Regions from separate parts of the Bombyx mori genome. Here region 2 is linked to region 1. The links are chromatin contacts, called in public Hi-C maps. All regions are on one chromosome and are shown on one strand. The core of a region is the stretch at or near the end of the contact, and the rest is flanking DNA. Distances in the headings are between cores, read along the strand shown. Region 1 holds the start of LOC101745308 (dynein intermediate chain 2, ciliary). Region 2 overlaps LOC101745162 (potassium/sodium hyperpolarization-activated cyclic nucleotide-gated channel 2).

Evidence for each region. A called contact is a pair of places that touch in the nucleus more often than the background predicts.
Region 2: a Hi-C map of midgut shows a contact between it and region 1, with 2.0 times the contacts expected there. The contact joins the enhancer-like site here to the promoter of LOC101745308 in region 1. A contact is called at or near these places in 4 of 7 Hi-C or Micro-C datasets (middle silk gland, midgut, posterior silk gland and 1 more).

Annotation. Positions count from the first base shown.
Region 1 is chr19:5,300,996-5,305,057 of ASM3026992v2, forward strand. LOC101745308 (dynein intermediate chain 2, ciliary) reads right to left here and starts at 1,868. Exons shown (of 17, transcript XM_012696522.4): 1 at 1,668-1,868. The coding sequence starts at 1,682. It overlaps LOC105842595 (a long non-coding RNA gene), which reads left to right. Exons shown (of 5, transcript XR_009975674.1): 2 at 1,808-1,958; 3 at 2,867-3,023; 4 at 3,837-3,920.
Region 2 is chr19:5,445,779-5,449,840 of ASM3026992v2, forward strand. All of the region lies in intron 2 of LOC101745162 (potassium/sodium hyperpolarization-activated cyclic nucleotide-gated channel 2), which reads left to right. Among protein-coding and RNA genes, the nearest start is that of LOC134200623, 21 kb to the right of the region's middle. Within about 2 kb of position 2,218, at least 8 of the 8 cell types and tissues checked have open chromatin away from gene starts, as enhancers often do.

The DNA.
Region 1 (4,062 bases), core at 618-3,117:
AGATGAATGTTTGTTCTCTGTGCGTCTGAGCTTTTGATCCCATTTTGATGAAATTTGGTATTATTATAGTTGTGATTGGTGGGAAAGGTTCTTTATTAGTACCTATGTACAATAGATGCCACGTGAGTTCAAGTAATATATGTTTTTCATATAATTAGTACACCACAGCCACAGCGAAGCGCGACCGGATTTCAAGATGTACCTTGTTCTTCTAAGGTCTCAATATAGTTACAACGGCAGCCCCTCCCTTCAAAAAGAAACGCATTACTGCTCCACGGCAGAAATAGGCGGGGTGGTGGTATCTACCAGTGCGGATTCACAAGAGGTCCTTTAATGGAAGGCGTGTGAACTACTCGCCTTAGCAAATGGCTTTAAGAGCTAAATAAGTTGGTATACTTATTCAAATAGAAATACCTATACAAAACATACTTTAATTAAAACAGATGACGTCCCACGCCAAGTACATTTTGTACGCGCATAGTAAATATTTGCTGCACGTCTCTAGGCTCGTGTTCAACACAAATAACATGATAAAATTCTAACATTTTTGTCTCTGTGTATTTAAGGCCAGATATTCTAATATGATAACAGTATCCAATTATTAGAAACAAAACATAATTAATCAGTAGATCGCGAAATGAATTGTAGAAGTTGTTTTCGAAATGTTGCCAAATAGGTATGCCAATTAGCTTATTACTTCACACGGGAGATAATAAAAAAAAATGCGCGAATCATAAATAAATCAAGAAAAATCAGTTAGGTAACTTTTTCTTAGCAACTCAGCTCTGTAGCAGTGGTATTATAAATAGGGTATTATAATTTAAAAAAAAAACATTTATTTTCTGCCTTTACGAGGCATTTCAAAAACGAAAGAGAAAATGTAAAATAAAATTGATCTAATAAACTTGAGATGTCAGTGATGATGACCGAATTTCCACCACTAGGCGAACACTAGATTCAAATCATTTGACGTGTAGAATCTACATGCTATGTACCTACATACATCTCTAGGGAACGCAGGGAGTGGCTTCCAGCGCCATTTGCATTTTAATGCAAGTTCACAAAACACAATAATTACGAAAACTACCTACATACAATGTATTACTACCATATTTCGTTTATTTAGGGTAATAAATTCCCGTTTATATTTCGTAAACAGTCTCTTGGCACCGTTTACATTACTACTTATTTATTATTCATTGGTAGTAATCGACCAGCTAGATTTTACGATCTAAGTCTCTCATAAACTCGATCTGTATCTCTATATTTTAAATAGTAACGTGTTTTGATACCGATTGTTTTTCACCATCCATTATTTTTCTTTGAAAGGGATACTTGTTATCCCAATACAGTTAGAGACTTACACCTCAAGCCCTAAGATGTTTAGTAATTACATTGGTTATTTAAGGGGCAGGTGATAAAAAACACGTTAGCAATGAGAACGAGAATGCTCATCTTTATTTAAAACATGTGTTTGATCGATACTGTGTGTAGTTATATAATTTAAAAAAAATTAAATTGCTTAATCTTAATTCCTATGCTATAAATCCGATCCTAGAAGTAGGTTTTTTTCCTAATAAAAATAGTAATCAGAAAAACATATTAAACTTTAAGAATATTAAGTAAAATTGTAATAGAAATTAGAAAAAAAAACGCGCGATACGTACCTTCTTTGGAGCCATTTCGGCTACCTAAAAACTAAAATCGAACAATACTCAAGTGAATAAAAATATGTTTTATAAATAAACGCTTTTAAAACATCTTCCGACGAATTCGTAAATAATATTTGATTTGTTTTCGTTGATAGACTGGTGCGCGCGCAGATTTGCGTTGCCATGGTTACGGGGTAGGGGTCCGCCCGCAGTCTGGGTTTCTACTTTCGGCTGGAACACCGCAAGGAGGATTTATGTGTCCCTAATAACTAAATTATCCACACAAATACAATTTGATATTGTTCGGTAAGAGTCATGCAACTTTATTTTATGTTTTGCGTCTTAGAGCTATACTTTAAACTCAATTTCATAGTGGTTTCCTTTGTCTAAAAACTGAGGTCTATTTTAATATGGCCGTATAGATCGGTTATTGATGAGGGTGACTGAGATGCGAGATAATTTTAACAGTTTAGAATTGTAAAATGTAACAGTACGTGTTTACTAATTAGCATTTTTGTATATTTATTAAAAGAAGCACTCATTGACACCTGATTCTTATATAAATTGGGTAATGTGTTTCTTTCAATTTTGTATTATAAATTAATAAAACCTTAAAATTAATTATTGTTCGTCTGATGATCGAAACTCGACTAATAAGGTGTGAGCTTATGAGAGAAAAAATATTTTTTACATATATGTATGTATGTATATTTCGATTGATTATATGCATAATATCATATACAGTATTATCGTATGTGGCATTATATTGATGGCACTTTGTACGATTTTGGTTTTCAACTGTTTCCTCCTCCAATCAATTGCTCATTGCTGAGCATCGTGATGCGCCCGTTCTTCAACTGTATAAAGAAAAAAAAACAGATTTTAGGCAATTGTTAAGAATGGATTAGGAGGTGACATTCATTATTTAACTAGTGAAGCTCTAGAAGCTATATATAAATATCATGATATCACTTGATAAAACTACTGCGTGTGCGAATTAACGCGATCGGAGAGACTTAATTGTTTAATAAAATAACTATGAACAATATCATCATCAACAGTCCACAGTTGTCCACTGCTGGACATAGGCCTCTCCCAATCAACACCACTGACCCCGGTCTACGGCTTTCCTCCTCACTTCTTGCCGGCCACCGTTCGTAGGTTATCGCACAAATTTTAATATAATAAATATAAGTGTTCATTTTCGTTTTCAGGCTTGTGCCCTAGACACAAAAAGGAGTCAAGCTGGCGGCCGAAGAGGAAGATCATGGGCTGTTGCTCCCCTTGTTCACGGAACCCGAGGACAGTGGCATTGACAGCGACGACACAGGTCGAAACGCATCGCGGAATCGTCTGCAAGAAGACGCACAGGTCAGTGCTAGCTGATACTATGTTTTACTCCCCCCAGATCGGAAGACAAAGAGACGGATGACCCGTTGCTGTGTAACCATTTAGCAGCATCGCTAATAATCTGATTTGTGCCTGACTTTGATAGCACTGCCCGCATTGTGAACTGTTGTTATATTCCTAATTTTAATGTACACAGACTGCCCCACTCTTCAGACCGAAACACTATTTGCCTAATCGTGCGAGCTCGCACGTTTAGGCAACCCGTTTAAATTTTTTTTTTTTTTTTTTTTTTTTTTTTTTTTTTTTTTTTTTTTTTTTTTTTTATTGCTTAGATTTGTGGACGAGCTCACAGCCCACCTGGTGTTAAGTGGTTACTGGAGCCCATAGACATCTACAACGTAAATGCGCCACACACCTTGAGATATAGTTCTAAGGTCTCAGTATAGTCACAACGGCTGCCCCACCCTTCAAACCGAAACGCATTACTGCTTCACGGCAGAAATAGGCGGGGCGGTGGTACCTACCCGTGCGGACTCTCAAGAGGTCCTACCACCAGTAATTACGCAAATTATAATTTTGCGGGTTTGATTTTTATTGCACGATGTTATTCCTTCACCGTGGAAGTCAATCGTGAACATTTGTTGAGTACGTATTTCATTAGAAAAATTGGTACCCGCCAGCGAGATTCGAACACCAGTGCATCGCTATATACGAATGCGAGATAAATAAAAGTCACTCTTAGACGAAGGACCCAGATTTTGCTTGGCCAATTTCCGAGCATCATCTCTGACATTAGAATTTATATATTGTACTTTTTAATGTTTGTCACAGCAGAGCGAATCAAGCAGCACTGATGATGAAGAGACCATACCCTGGTGGAGGATACCTATACTAAAACATTGCGACGAGGAATTGGCGGTAAGTGACTGCCTGATATCAACAATTTTGCAGCTAATACCTGCGCTAATAATGTTTCCCTCGTTTATTAATATATTTTTTTTTTATTGCTTAGATGGGTGGACGAGCGTTCCCGTAACTTTTACGTTCTTACGTTAACTTT
Region 2 (4,062 bases), core at 968-3,467, 150 kb after region 1:
CAACCCATGCGAGATCATAGACGCGATGTACCATACCAGTAAATACACGTCCTTACGGATCCATCAGATCCTGGTCTTGAGTTGTTAGGTCTCCTTTAGAGACGATCGAGCAGCTGTTAGCAAATCCCACCACTCTTAGCTGAGCCTTTGATCGCCCACCTGCCGTGGTGAAACTGGAAAGGCCTCCGGGCCAACAGTAATCCCTCAATCACAAAAAAGGGTTGACACGCGCATCCCTTTTGCGGCGAAGTAATTGTGCTTTTGAAGGATGTTCATTTTTTTCGTTTCAATGATACAAAGGCGGCTTCGCGGTGGGTAATATTCGCTTCAATCATACTATCTACGGCAGTGATTCTCAACCTTTTTTTTGTTGTGGCACATATTTAACGACTTCAAAATTTGGCGGCACACAAAAAAAAAAGATAAAAATTATTTACTTCCTACAACACACTGCATAAATAGTTTATCAAAAAAATTTTATATACGAAATAAACTAAAATATATTATACATTTTTTTTGTGGATTTAAATATATATTCATGCTTAAAATATTTTTCTTTTAAAATGATATAATTTAATAATATTAACATTATTATATATTCGCAAAATTTGGCGGCACACTTATGAAATTTGGCGGCACACAAAAGTGCCGCGGAACAGTGGTTGAGAATCACTGATCTATGGTCTCTGATGCAGTACTAAGTAGACCAGTATTTGCTATAAAACAAGGTATATTTTTGAATTATGTTCATATGTTTTAAATTGCGTTAACTGATTATAGTATTTATGGGTTTCCACATTTATACGCCACAAAATGTGATATGCCTTCTATTTATAGTATTTTTATGATAGATGTACTGTTTTATATGCCCACAAAAATTTCATGGATTTTTCCTTTATTTCATTAATGTAGAAAATCTATTAACAAAGTATGTTGATATTCTAAAAGTATATTTTCGATAAAACCAATTTGTAAGAATGACAAATTTTGTCTTGCATACTTTCAATTATTTCCTTATTTTTAACAACTGAGGATGTGTTTGTTTTAATTATTTATTAAATACTCATGAATAGGTAAAGTACCAATTTTTCTAATGAAATACGTACTTAACAAATGTTCACGATTGATTTCCACGGTGAAGGAGAAAAAATTACAATTTGCGTAATTACTGGTGGTAGGACCTCTTGTGAGTCCACTCGGGTAGGTACCACCACCCTGCCTATTTCTGCCGTGAAGCAGTAATGCGTTTCGGTTTGAAGGGTGGGGCAGCCGTTTTAACTATACTGAGACCTTAGAACTTATATCTCAAGGTGGGTGGCGCATTTACGTTGTAGATGTCAATGGGCTCCAATAACCACTTAACACCAGATGGATTGTGAGCACATCCACCAATCTAAACAATAAAAAAAAAATTACTGGCTCCGAGAGTCCTCGACAAGATCGCTTTTATCTTTCCTCTAACAATTAGCTTTCCCATGTTTGACAATCAAACCTGAAACTATTTGTAGAGCAAAAAAGCTTCAAAAATTTCTTTCACGATTCCAATTTCAATGATTCAATCCATAGATGCTCATATTCATATAATTCGAGCTCAGTGCTGGATGAATGCTAAATGTCAAACTGGAGTCTGGAGTACACGGCGCGGCGGGTGTGGGGTGGTAAGCGGTGGGAGTTACAGAGGGGAGCGGGGAGGGCGACGCGGCTACCGGCAGACAGTGCTCGCCCGACCCTTGACCCGTGCGCATGTCCCTCAAAACAACCCTTCAAACAGTTCCCGCACAAGTCGGCTCCGTTACATAATATCCCAACGGGCACAATTAGGACTCGTAGTGTTAAGGCTTATTTCTGTGATCGATAAATTTTGCACGTTTTACACGTTAGTTGAAATATTGGTGTTACGTAAGTCGCCGCCGTCCACGAAGCTTCGCTTGCCACCGCTTATTGTGATATTCGGTTGTGATAGTATAATACGTTTTAGGCTAGCTTTTGCTCGTAGTGTCACAGTTTTTAGACACTGTTGTTGAATTATTAATTGTTAGAAGTACAATTTTAATGTAACGGAGTCTAGTCTTATGCTTACGGGAATTATATCCGGCTGGTTCCGTACTTGTTGAACGCCGTCCTTGACTCTTATCTCCTTTTCTGCTTTTATCCTGTCCTAGTGTCGTCAGCGGGCACTGTGTGGGTGTTTTGCGTGTCTAGTCGGGTGTCGCGAGACTTGTTGATCGCGCGGTGAGAGAATGCGCGTGTAGCGCTCCCGAGAGTGGCTCGTCACGGATTCGCGCGGCTGGTGGCGGCACGCCACGCCATCTGGCGGCTGCGGCGGTCCGGCTCGCAGCCTGCACACGACAACAATGACCACGAACAGACCAACCATCTGTACGTTCCTTCTCTTCTCTTCATTCTTCACTGTCTTGCAAGCTTCTGTCCTCCCATCATACATCTTCATTTGTGTTTCGTGTCTTTCTTCACCGGCCTTTATCGTTACAGAATAATTCTAATAAAATTTTAATTAATTAATCTAAAAGAGTTTTTCGAGAATTCAAACAGTCCGACTCACAAAAAAAGTGAAAGTGGCTTATTTTCGGAACCCGCTAAACAAGTTGAACAAATACCACAGCTAATGTAAAGAGACTGGTGAATCCTATTTCCAATGTCACTCTATCTCGTTAAGTTTGTTTTCCCGTGTATCGCTTGCCACCTGGCCCTCCACTCCCCGCTTTTATATCCAGTCTTCATTTCTTTTCACGTTGGATCTGCCCTGTGTGTTGTCCGCATCGTTGAGTCCAAACAAATGCCCGCTATAATAAAATTTATTCCCACAATTGTTGTTTTATTTTGCGTTGTGAACCCACAGATGTCAAAGTTTTAAAGCTTATTGTGTGTAGTTCATTAATAGTCGATGTTTAGTAATAGCTTTGGTTAGTACATCATTGAATGTTCGCTATGATTAAATGTAAAAGCTGGAAAAACGCGCCTTCGCTTCACTATTGTATAAATAGAGAAAATTAAAGACCAAATGTAATTAGTTAATGTGTTGTGCGAATATTTTAGTACGAATATTAATTTGTAACTAGAATTTCACTGCGTCATTAGGGAATATCAAATTAGTGAAGCAGAAATCATATTGCGGACTTAACCAAATTCAGGTATATTTTGTTATTTGCAAGTAACCAATTCAATTAGCCTTAAATGTTCGATACTTAACCGAAGTGTCGATATCATTCAAAAATAATATTAAGGGAGATAGATTCAATTAATTGGATTTATTTATTTATAATCCTTGAGGCTTAGCGATAATTCTCTGCACAAAATCTTAGTTGGGGGCTTCAGATGCCAAAAAATGTAATCTTCGCTCTTCGCATAGCCTTGACCGATTTCATATTGAGCAAATGTTTTATATCGTTTTTCCTGACGATAAAGACGCATGTGTTCGAAATTCGCAGTCACATACTTAATATTGAAATAAAATTAGGTACATTTGTTTCGTGTTTTGATGTTTTTTTCATGAAACTGTTATTAATTATTTGAAGTTTCAGAGAAATAAACTCTGCTTTCACCCTGTCAATTTAGGTTGAGCAGTATTAAAAGGAACTTCTTTAAAATATTTTTGTCTATTTATTTATTTCATAATTCTATTTAAAATGTAATATAAAATTTTAAATGTAAAACTCAGTTCGTAGTCAGATTAACACTACTTTCCGGGTATAATATCTGACGTTATTTAAATTTGTCAAATTTTTATTTTTAATATACTTTAAATTGAGAACTGAATCAGCCAAATAGCTTGGCTTCCTCTCTAGTGATGTCCCGCTCTGTTACATGAGGCAACTGACTTACAATTTCAAAGTATTATCAGACTAAGTTATCTGTTAAGATTTGTGACCACGAAAACTGTAATACGTTTACTGTAGGTCACCGGTGCTCTACGTGACGTACTGAATTAATTATGTGCATTTCACTCGTTCCGATATTCTTACTAAGGCGCCGGAATATATCGCAGTCTCTGGGAAAAGATGAATCCGAAGATACCGAGAATAAATCTATTTCTAAGAGATCTAG